Regions from separate parts of the Mus musculus genome. Here region 2 is linked to region 1. A link is a contact called in public Hi-C data. All regions are on one chromosome and are shown on one strand. The core of a region is the stretch at or near the end of the contact, and the rest is flanking DNA. Distances in the headings are between cores, read along the strand shown. Region 1 has its middle 190 kb from the start of Gm24212. Region 2 has its middle 110 kb from the start of Tox3.

Region 1 (4,534 bases), core at 24-2,523:
GAGGCCGAGATCTGGAGTAACATGGTATCGTAAGATCATGTTTGAAAAAGGGAAATTACTCAGTTGACAACATCATGACAAAGACCTCTAGATCTGCCCTTCATCCCACCCAGGATCCTGTAGGAGATCATCCTAGAACTACTTCCTCATCCCTGAGCCTTGAGGTCCTTGGACTTAGTAGGAACAGTTAGCTCTGGAAACCTCAGCCTGACACCCATATGCAACGTGGCCACCACCACTGAATTACAGAGCAGGCATTTCTTCCCAAGCATCTTGGCAAATGAATGTCTAACTTGGGCCATCTGGTACTCTAACACCCTCCTACACCACTGCTTAAAAGCAAGCGAACATATTTTCTCTTACATTTTGTCAATAAAATATTGCTCCCCCAGGCTGTCGGGTTGCCATGTTTGCAGCCCTTCAGCAAAGCTACAGCAGTTAGTGGTGGCACCAGCAACTGAAGCAGGGGAAGGAGGGTGTGACATTGAGATGGGTGGCACTTCAGCCTTTTGCTCTATGGCCCCTTCTTCTTGGGGCAGATGCTCTAAAGTGAATTCTTAAGGTATCTTTTCAAAGTGGAACCAAAATATTTGAAGACCTTCGCTGACCACTGTGGCCTTTCTGTCTATTAATTTTGCTGTGCTGATGGTAGAGCCAGTATCTAGCATTTCCAGTGGCCAGGTAGAGCCTGTACACATTTATTAAGATTAATTAAAAAGGAACAAATTGTAAAGTAATAACATTAACAACCAGTGGAAAAAGTATAGACGTTTTGACAGTCCCTTTGAATTTCATTACTCGATGGTCGTGACAAAACCCCAGAGACTATTTCTGCTTTACTAAAGAAATAGGTCACAGATTCAATTACAGTCACTGAAGCATGGACTCAATCTATCATGGCAAATTAAGTACATTTTAGCAACCTACTTTCCTTTAAAAATTTTATAGACACTTTCAGTGGAAGAAGAAAGACTATAGGCTCCAAAAGGAAGAAAAAGAAATGGCAAAAACTGAGCCCCGCCCTCTCTCTCCCCCAACCCCAGCTTTGAGTAAGCATTTGGCTTATTTGCTTTGGATATAAGACAGAAAATCATTAAGAAATACTCGGCTTGCTCACAATTATTACCTCTCCCCCACCCCCCGTTCATGGTTTAATGATGCAGATTTGGAAACAGGAGTGAGAAAATATTCCAAATTAAAATCTCCAGTCTTCAAAGGGAAGCTTTGTTCTGATGGCCCAGTCCCGCCCCTTTCTTTTCAAAAGAGGCTATTTGTACTTTATAGCCTTCATGCAATTCTTTCTTTTTTTCTGCCTTCTACTCCACACAGGCACATTGAGTTCATTTCAGGAAAGATAAATAATTAAATAAATAAGAACAGCTCCTTTGGCCTGTGGATATAGTTTAGCCGAGTGCAAATTCTGGGACAATGAAATCGCCTTTTGGCCCATCAAAAACCGGATTGCATAACAAGTGGAACTTACCAAGGGCCTCTTGTAGTAGACTGGTAGGGACTATTTTCAAGTTATAATGGTGGCTACCTCAGTGCAGAGTGGAGTGCTTAGCTTAAGCTTTGACAGTTGAGGACCTGAGTGGAAGTGCTTTATCTAAGCAGAAGGCTTTAGAAGACAAGGGTTAGTTTAGCTTCTAAGAGACAGCACCCCATAAACAAGCTCTCTGCTCCCCCCTCAAAAAAGCTCTCTGCTCCCCTCTGCCCCACAGTTCTGTCTTTTCTCCTGGTACTCTGACCACCTTTTCCTGATGTCTCGACACCATCGCAAACAAGCTAGGCAATGTTTTCTGATCCTCAGGGAAGCAATGGAGGATCTTCAGGCACCAGGTTTATTTTTCTATTGTCTCTCTTCTCCTAACCCCAAGGATGAATCTGCTGGCAGAAAAGCAGTGAAATAACATGCCTAATTTTAACTAAACATTGCATCTCATTTAGAAAATGGGCTTAGCAAAATTTGGTAAGGTCAAGATCGCATATGGTCAACCAACTTTCTTCCGAACATTTCAAATACAGGGCTGGGGAGATAGCTCAGCAAGAAAAGGCTCTTGTCTCCAAGCCCAGTGACCTCCAGAATCTAAGCCTGGGAGCCATCTTTGAAAGGAGACAGCCAACTGCCACAAGTTGTCCCCCAGTCCCCAGAGGCACGCATGCTCTGAGGGTGTGCTGATAGAACTTTAAAGACTATTGTAAATCTCCTGGCATTTATAGACCTCTGCTTCGGTGGTAAAGAACTAAGAGTCTTTTCTTACCTTTCATTCTTCCAACCAGGGGTAATAACGTGATTGGGTGACTTCCCAGTGTGCTTACAAAGTTCCAACTATGGGAGAATAGACATTTTTTATGTGACTCATGGGAAACAGAAAGGTAGAAGATTTGCAGCAAACTGTCCCTATCAGTTCTTCAGGTAAAGGTGAGGAACACATGACTGTGCTTGTCTGAATGAGCTACACTAAGCCCAAGCGGGTCAGAGACAGAAAACGATGCTCACATATAAGGGTTCCTGATTGCCCACCATGTTACTACATCTTTGTGCTGGGTATATAGAAGAGTTTCTTTCAACTGGTTCAATGAAGCAGAGAAGCATTTTCCATCTCTTGAGTTATAGTTTGTAGCATGGCTCTGTTGATATAGTTACCATAATGACCACATATATGTGCAAATGTGTAATACTCACAGAAATGTATATACTAAACATGATTTATAATACAGTCTTCAAGTTAGAGGGGTTAATGTATGATTTTTAGACTTTTAATGGTGAGCCAATGATATGCTTTTGAACTTGTTTACATTTTGATCTTTCTCAGATGGTGATCTGTGTTATTAAAAGACTCCCCTAATGCCGGACAGTGGCAGCTGGGAATTGATTTCTGTGTAAGTCAGCTTTTTGTCATTGTGACACATGCCAGGTGTAAGTCAACTTAATTATGAGAAAGGTTTATTTGGGGAAAGGTTCAGGCCATTGTCTGTTGACTCTATTGTTGCTGGCTTATGGGGAGTGAGGACAGGGCATGAGGTACTGTAGGATTACCCACCTCGTGGCAGCTGGGAGACAGAGAGCAAAACAATGACCTTGGATCCCCATATCCCTTTCAAGGGATTTTCCTCTCCCAGTAACCTAACTCCTCCCTCAGTCAGATCTTACACCCTTCTAACAGTACCACAGGCTCGGGCCCAAGCCTTTACCACACATACCTTTAGCCAATCTTCAAATCCAAACTGTACAATCACAATTTTCTTTTCCTAGCTTGAATTACAGGAGAGCAAAACTTATATTTTCCGGATAAAGTATTGGCATCCTTCTCTGGCACACCATTGGCAAGGCAGCAGAGTAAGCAGAAGGGCCTCACTGCCACTGCTCGGTAGCCTATGGCTGACACTGGCCAAGGCTTTAGCACTCTGTTAACTGCAGTTATGTGCAAATGCAAAGGTTCTCAATTTTCCTCACATCCTTTGCTTGAATTCTCCTTAGAGACCAAAGGAACACATCTCTCCATTTCCAACACACGTATCCTACCCACAGCTTCTCATGACTCCTTGCAGTCAAGTTTCATGTGAGCACTTTGAGAATGATTATTTTAAACTTACAAATGGAGAAGGAGGGGTGGGGAGATGGCTTGCTGAGTAAGAGCTCATGCTGTTCTTAGAGAGGACCTGGATTCAGTTCCCAGTACCCACACACAGAGTCACAACAATGTATAACTCTAGTTCGAAGCTATCCGACATTCTCTTCTGTCATCCAAAGGCACCAGGCTCACAAAGAGAGAAGAGGAGGCCAAGACGTTCCAAAGCCACCATGTTAGTCAAGTGACAACTACTTAAGGCTCTCAAGTTTAGCAGTATTGCTCATAGGTGCTTCACCCTTAGATGGGTAGTACATGGGAAAATGACCAGGGACGTAGAATGTGTGACATAGATGGTATGTTGTATTATTATTTTAGAATATTCCCTTTAATAAAAGATGGCCTAGTCGGCCATCACTGGAAAGAGAGGCCCATTGGACTTGCAAACTTTATATGCCCCAGTACAGGGGAATGACAGGGCCAAAAAGGGGGAGTGGGTGGGCAGGGGAGTGGGGGTGGGCGGGTATGGGGGACTTTTGGTATAGCATTGGAAATGTAAATGAGCTAAATACCTAATAAAAAATGGAAAAAAATACCATAAAGACAATGTTACCATTGAATCAAGTATTATGAGTTAGCCCTCCATCACTTGTCAATGGTGAAGTTGGTACCCAATTGACAGCCTCCCCAGATGTATAGGATAAATATCACAATACTAATAGCTTTAAATCACCTGCTTGACCTTTAGTCTTTGCAAACGTGTAAATGTCTTGGCGGCACACCGCTGGCCTGTTCAGCACTCACTTTCATCCTCCTGTAAATGAACTGACAATGGTCTCCAAGGCAGCAGTGAGGAAGAACCCAGGCAGTAGAAGGCAGCCCTCTGGGAGGCAGGCGAGGCAGAAATTCTTGCCTGAGTTATTGCTTGCATCTGAGCCTCATTCTGCCTTCCTCCGCTCCCA
Region 2 (4,512 bases), core at 2,007-4,506, 380 kb before region 1:
GTTGTTTAACTTGAGTCCTGAAGGTGTTCATGTGAGAAAGGCAGGGCTGAGTACAAAAAGGGCATGACCCCGTTGACATGTAAACCTGAAAGGAAAAAAAATCCCCATTTGAGAATGTTCTCCAATATTTGGGCTTCCACATTGTTCCATGTTCCCACCATTGAAAGAAGCCAAATCAAGGCCTTTTTCTTTTACTTGGTGGTCACAGTAGACTAACCTTATCCTCATGTTAGCATCAAGAGAGATCATTTTTCAAGTCTGCTGTAAAAATAAAAATAAAATAAAATAATAAAGGCTATTTTCACTGCTGGTAAAATGTTCCTCTCAGAGCTTGAACTCCAACAGGACAGAGGATGAAAAGAAGCCTTGGCTTTGTTGCTGAGTCAAACCTCAGGCAGCACCAGGGGTTTGCAGGGGGTGTTGGTTATAGTCTCAATTTAATTTCAAAGAAGAACCTTTACAGACAGGCTGGCGTGTGGACCCACACCTCACAGCAAAGGAATGATGATGCTCTTTTGTGAAATGCCTCATTATCCCTAGCACTTGTATAGCATGCTGTACTTTGCAAAGCAGTTTACCATGAATGACTTCTTCCATATCTCAGCCGGGAGTTGGGGGTGGGAGGGGGGTGGGGGGAGGTTAGAGTTAACACGTAACAGATGAAGAAACTGAGGCACGGAAAGGAACTGAGGCTTCTTCCCCTAATTATTCCCAAGAGGCAGAGGCACAAAGTGACAGTGGAAATTCACTCTAGTGTCCTGTTAATTCTACTCGATTTCAAGTACTTGAATATCCATGGCATTTGTATGTGTGTTTATGTATTAGTGTGTAGGGTGTGTAATGGATGCTTGTGGGTATAGATGGGTGACAGAAATCCATCACAACACTAAACAGAGTAATTAATCCATGTTTTCCCCATGGCTAGGCAAGCAGCAAGCCAGAGCAAGTGCCACCTAACCCATGTTCTCAATGGGGCACAGTGCCACATGGCACTTTATTTTGGTGTGAATACTTTCCAGTCTGATTGTTTTCGCTACCATCCTGTCTTTCTGTCATTATTTTGTATTCTGGCAAGTGGCTTTGACTTGTGTTCAAGTTATCAGGACACTAGGTGCCCAGCCAGTGGCAAGGCGGAGTCTATATTGCTTCACATATATAAGGAAGAGGAAGTTTTGAGGAAGATGGTGTAGGGTGACAGTCAAGTGGATGTGCATTGTTATTCATGATTTAGGGAGCCCAGGGAATTGATCTGCTTAATGTGTTAGGGTAGAGCAAGAATGTGTCCCTGGCAGCAGGCATCCTGCATCACCCTTTAGGAGTTTCCACTCCATCTCTGAGAAATATATGCCTTTGCTGGGTATGAGGAATTCGATCCAACTACTTGTCAAATGCAATATATGACTCTTGTCAACAAATTTTATTATTGTCTTGATTTTAAATAAAGGACTAAAAGTACCTTGTAACTGGTCAATTGCCAAGATTGAGTAGACTGGAATTCTAAACATACCTACATGGAAGGCCAGCCATGAGCATTCTGTGAGCTTTCACTTGCTCGATCTTTGAGTGACTTATCTAGACTCAATACCAGAGTAGTTATTTTGAGATCTGGGTCTTGGGTTTATTTTCAGATTTCTGCCCTACATTTTGTTTCCAATCCATTTGCCTTGCATCCAAGGATATTGTAACCAAGAACGATGTGTTTTGATAACATTTCTTGTTATATGTCACTGCTGACATCCCTCTAACATGCAGGGAGAGTCTTAATTTTCCCTTTGTCACAATGAGTAGAAATGATGACATGTCCTAAACCTGCCTTAATTGGTAATTTGCAAATTTGACACAAGATCTTAGTCCAAATTACTCAGGCCTGCTGGGCTGCTCCTCGCCCCTTTCTGCCTGTTCTTAATCCTCTCCTCTGTAATTGGTATTGAGCACGTGGAGCCCCTGGGGACAAATAACAGCATCTGAGGAAATTACCTACATACAGTCTGACCTCTTGTGTGCTTTTGGATGCCAAATTAAGACATCCGTCTTTGAATGGTGGGACAGTTACCTGGAAGAAAAGACACTATTTTTTCCATAATAACATTTTTATACACCGTGCCCAAGCGCTGGCACACCTAGCTGGCAACTTGTTAATGATGATCAGCATTGTCTGGCCAATAAACCTGAGTCCAACCACAGTTATTTCCAAAGCAGAACCCGATTCCATGCCTTCGCTCTCTAGTCTTTCCAACCCTTCCCATCTCCCAAAGTGGCTTAACTCCTAAGACCTTGATTGACAGGAAGACCAGGACTTCTGTCAGTGAACTATTACAAGATTTAAATATGCTCAGGTTTGATGATCGCATTTGCTTTTAGATCGTCAGAAGCCCCAAAATAGTTGCCCGAGCTCCATCAGCTGCTAGACACAAAGAGCCAATCCAAACACAATGCATTTGAGACTGGGTACAAATGGTCTTTGGTGGATTCAACTGACTTTCTTCCTGCTAAGGTGTTTCTGTTCGTTGGTAGAGTGTGTCTACATTTGCACTCTGCTGGAAAACAGCTGGCCGTTTGTTGGACAAAGCAAATAAACAAACAAAAACAAAACGAAACAAAAAAACAAAAACAAAAACAAAAAGCAAGCATTTTGCTGTTATTCTCTGGTTCAGCTTCTTGAGTAAAGTTTCTAGTTGTCTTGGACAAGAACTTTTCAGAATTTCGTTTTAAGCAGCTACATCCCCCCTTTAAATAATTTTTATGGCAAGGAGCAAGCTTCATCTGAGGTCTCAAGGTGCAATCTTGCCAACATTCCACAAGGGGACTTTGAGGAAGTTCTACTGTTAGCTAGCTTATCTTCCTGAGTTCTCCCTCCCTCCCTCCCTCCCTCCCTCCCTCCCTCCCTCCCTCCCTCCCTCCCTCCCTCCCTCCATTCCTCCCTCTCTCCCCAAACACAGGAAATCAGCAAACTCTGCAGAACAAAATGCATTCCATGCAAAACAAATTGTGCAAATCTGGGCCAACGTTCTGGGCACCTGGGTCATGGTGCCTGCAATGAGCCTGGCTACCCTGGTACCTAGCCGGTAAGTCAAAGACAAGAGTACACATAGCCTGGGAAGATCATCTGTATGAGGTAGCTAGTAGGGACTCCAAACATCAGCCATGAAACTGGCTGGCCGCAGAATTAATAAGCTGCATTTGGTAAGTCTGTGTTCTTAGGGTAGCTAAGAGTTTTATGTTTGATACAGATGGTGTTTATGTAGAGTTTGCGAGCTCAGCGGGAGAAGCAGTCGTAAAACAGACTGGGGTTTGGTACAGTTAGCACAATTAGTATTGTATAATTGAATGCCATAGCTATTATATAAAAATATTTTAAGAAGTAGGCTCTGCTCAGACTTCCACAGTCGTCCTTAATAATAAAAGATGTGATGTAAACATCGTAGCATATTCTATGATGCTGTTTACAAACTTACTTAAGGTTTGGCAGAGTTACAAACCTTGTCTGGGCTCTTTCTTCAATTGGTAAAAGCCAGTTCCTCTCAGGTTCTGTAGCAAGCTCTGTTTGTAGTCACCTGTGAGAGCTCAGAAGCCAGCATCATCAGGCCACCCACATGAATGGGTAGATGTAGATAGCAATATTTTAGCATTTACAAGACATAGAAAATTGCAGACCACTCTTTGGGGAATGCCATTCCTCCACACCAGCAAAGGAAGCTTAGAGTGACCCAAATTGTGACAAATGTCACATCAGCATGTGCTTACATTAATCTTTCTCGGTAGAAATGATGAATTTAGAAGATTTGGTTATTAGATACTATTTCTTCTAATAGAGGAATGTGGTGAGGGTGTGTTCCTCAAGTCACAGCAAGCTTCAAAACAACCCTGAAGAAAACTCACTCATTAAGTTTTAAGTAAAAGTTCCTTTTAATTATGTTTATAAACACATCTTTGTTCCTGAACAAAGCAAGGGACAGCAGTGGGTTGGGACAAATGGCTTCAGTGGTAGCCTTTTAGATTTGTCTGTGGTATGAGCATGCGTGCAGGCACGTGAGCGTGATGTTTATGCTTGTGTGGGTCAGAGGTGCACGTCAATTGTCTTTCTCAGTCACTTCTTCACTTACTTCTTTTTCTACTTGAGACAAGGTCTCTGCCCCTAGAGCTTACAAACTGGGCAGGCCTAGCTGTTCTGAAAGCCAGGGCTTCTCCTATCTTCACCTCCCCATGGAGAGTGTCTCTCCTGAAACAGTCAACCACACTTAGCCTTCTCGATGGGTGCTGGGCATCCAAACTCGGGTCTTCATGTTTGCTCAAGAAGCATTTTCTTTATCACTGAGCCACTGCTCCAGTGCCGAACCCTTTTCTCTAAAATTCCGTGGATGGTCGCAAGAATCCTTGCTGCCTCTTGGTCCCTCTTCCTCAGTGAACTCTTTCCTTGAGACCCAGGACGACTGGTAGGCTTTGACAACTGGAGGCAAACACTGTGGCTAACATTCTGATTTTTCACTATTAGGACTGTGGGGTGCAAAGAGT

Evidence for each region. A called contact is a pair of places that touch in the nucleus more often than the background predicts.
Region 2: a contact with region 1 is called in a Hi-C map of ventral hippocampal neurons, with 2.4 times the contacts expected there. The contact joins two enhancer-like sites. A contact is called at or near these places in 3 of 484 Hi-C or Micro-C datasets (cerebellar granule neurons, cortical neurons and ventral hippocampal neurons) and 3 of 115 datasets of contacts at active chromatin or transcription factors (differentiating embryonic stem cells, embryonic basal ganglia and embryonic forebrain).

Annotation. Positions count from the first base shown.
Region 1 is chr8:89,855,785-89,860,318 of GRCm38.p6, reverse strand. No RefSeq gene overlaps it. Among named protein-coding and RNA genes, the nearest start is that of Gm24212, 190 kb to the right of the region's middle. Within about 2 kb of position 1,273, at least 15 of the 459 cell types and tissues checked have an H3K27ac peak or open chromatin away from gene starts, as enhancers often do. A contact at or near this core is called in ventral hippocampal neurons, where this site is marked.
Region 2 is chr8:90,239,030-90,243,541 of GRCm38.p6, reverse strand. No RefSeq gene overlaps it. Among named protein-coding and RNA genes, the nearest start is that of Tox3, 110 kb to the left of the region's middle. Within about 2 kb of position 3,256, at least 4 of the 459 cell types and tissues checked have an H3K27ac peak or open chromatin away from gene starts, as enhancers often do. A contact at or near this core is called in ventral hippocampal neurons, where this site is marked.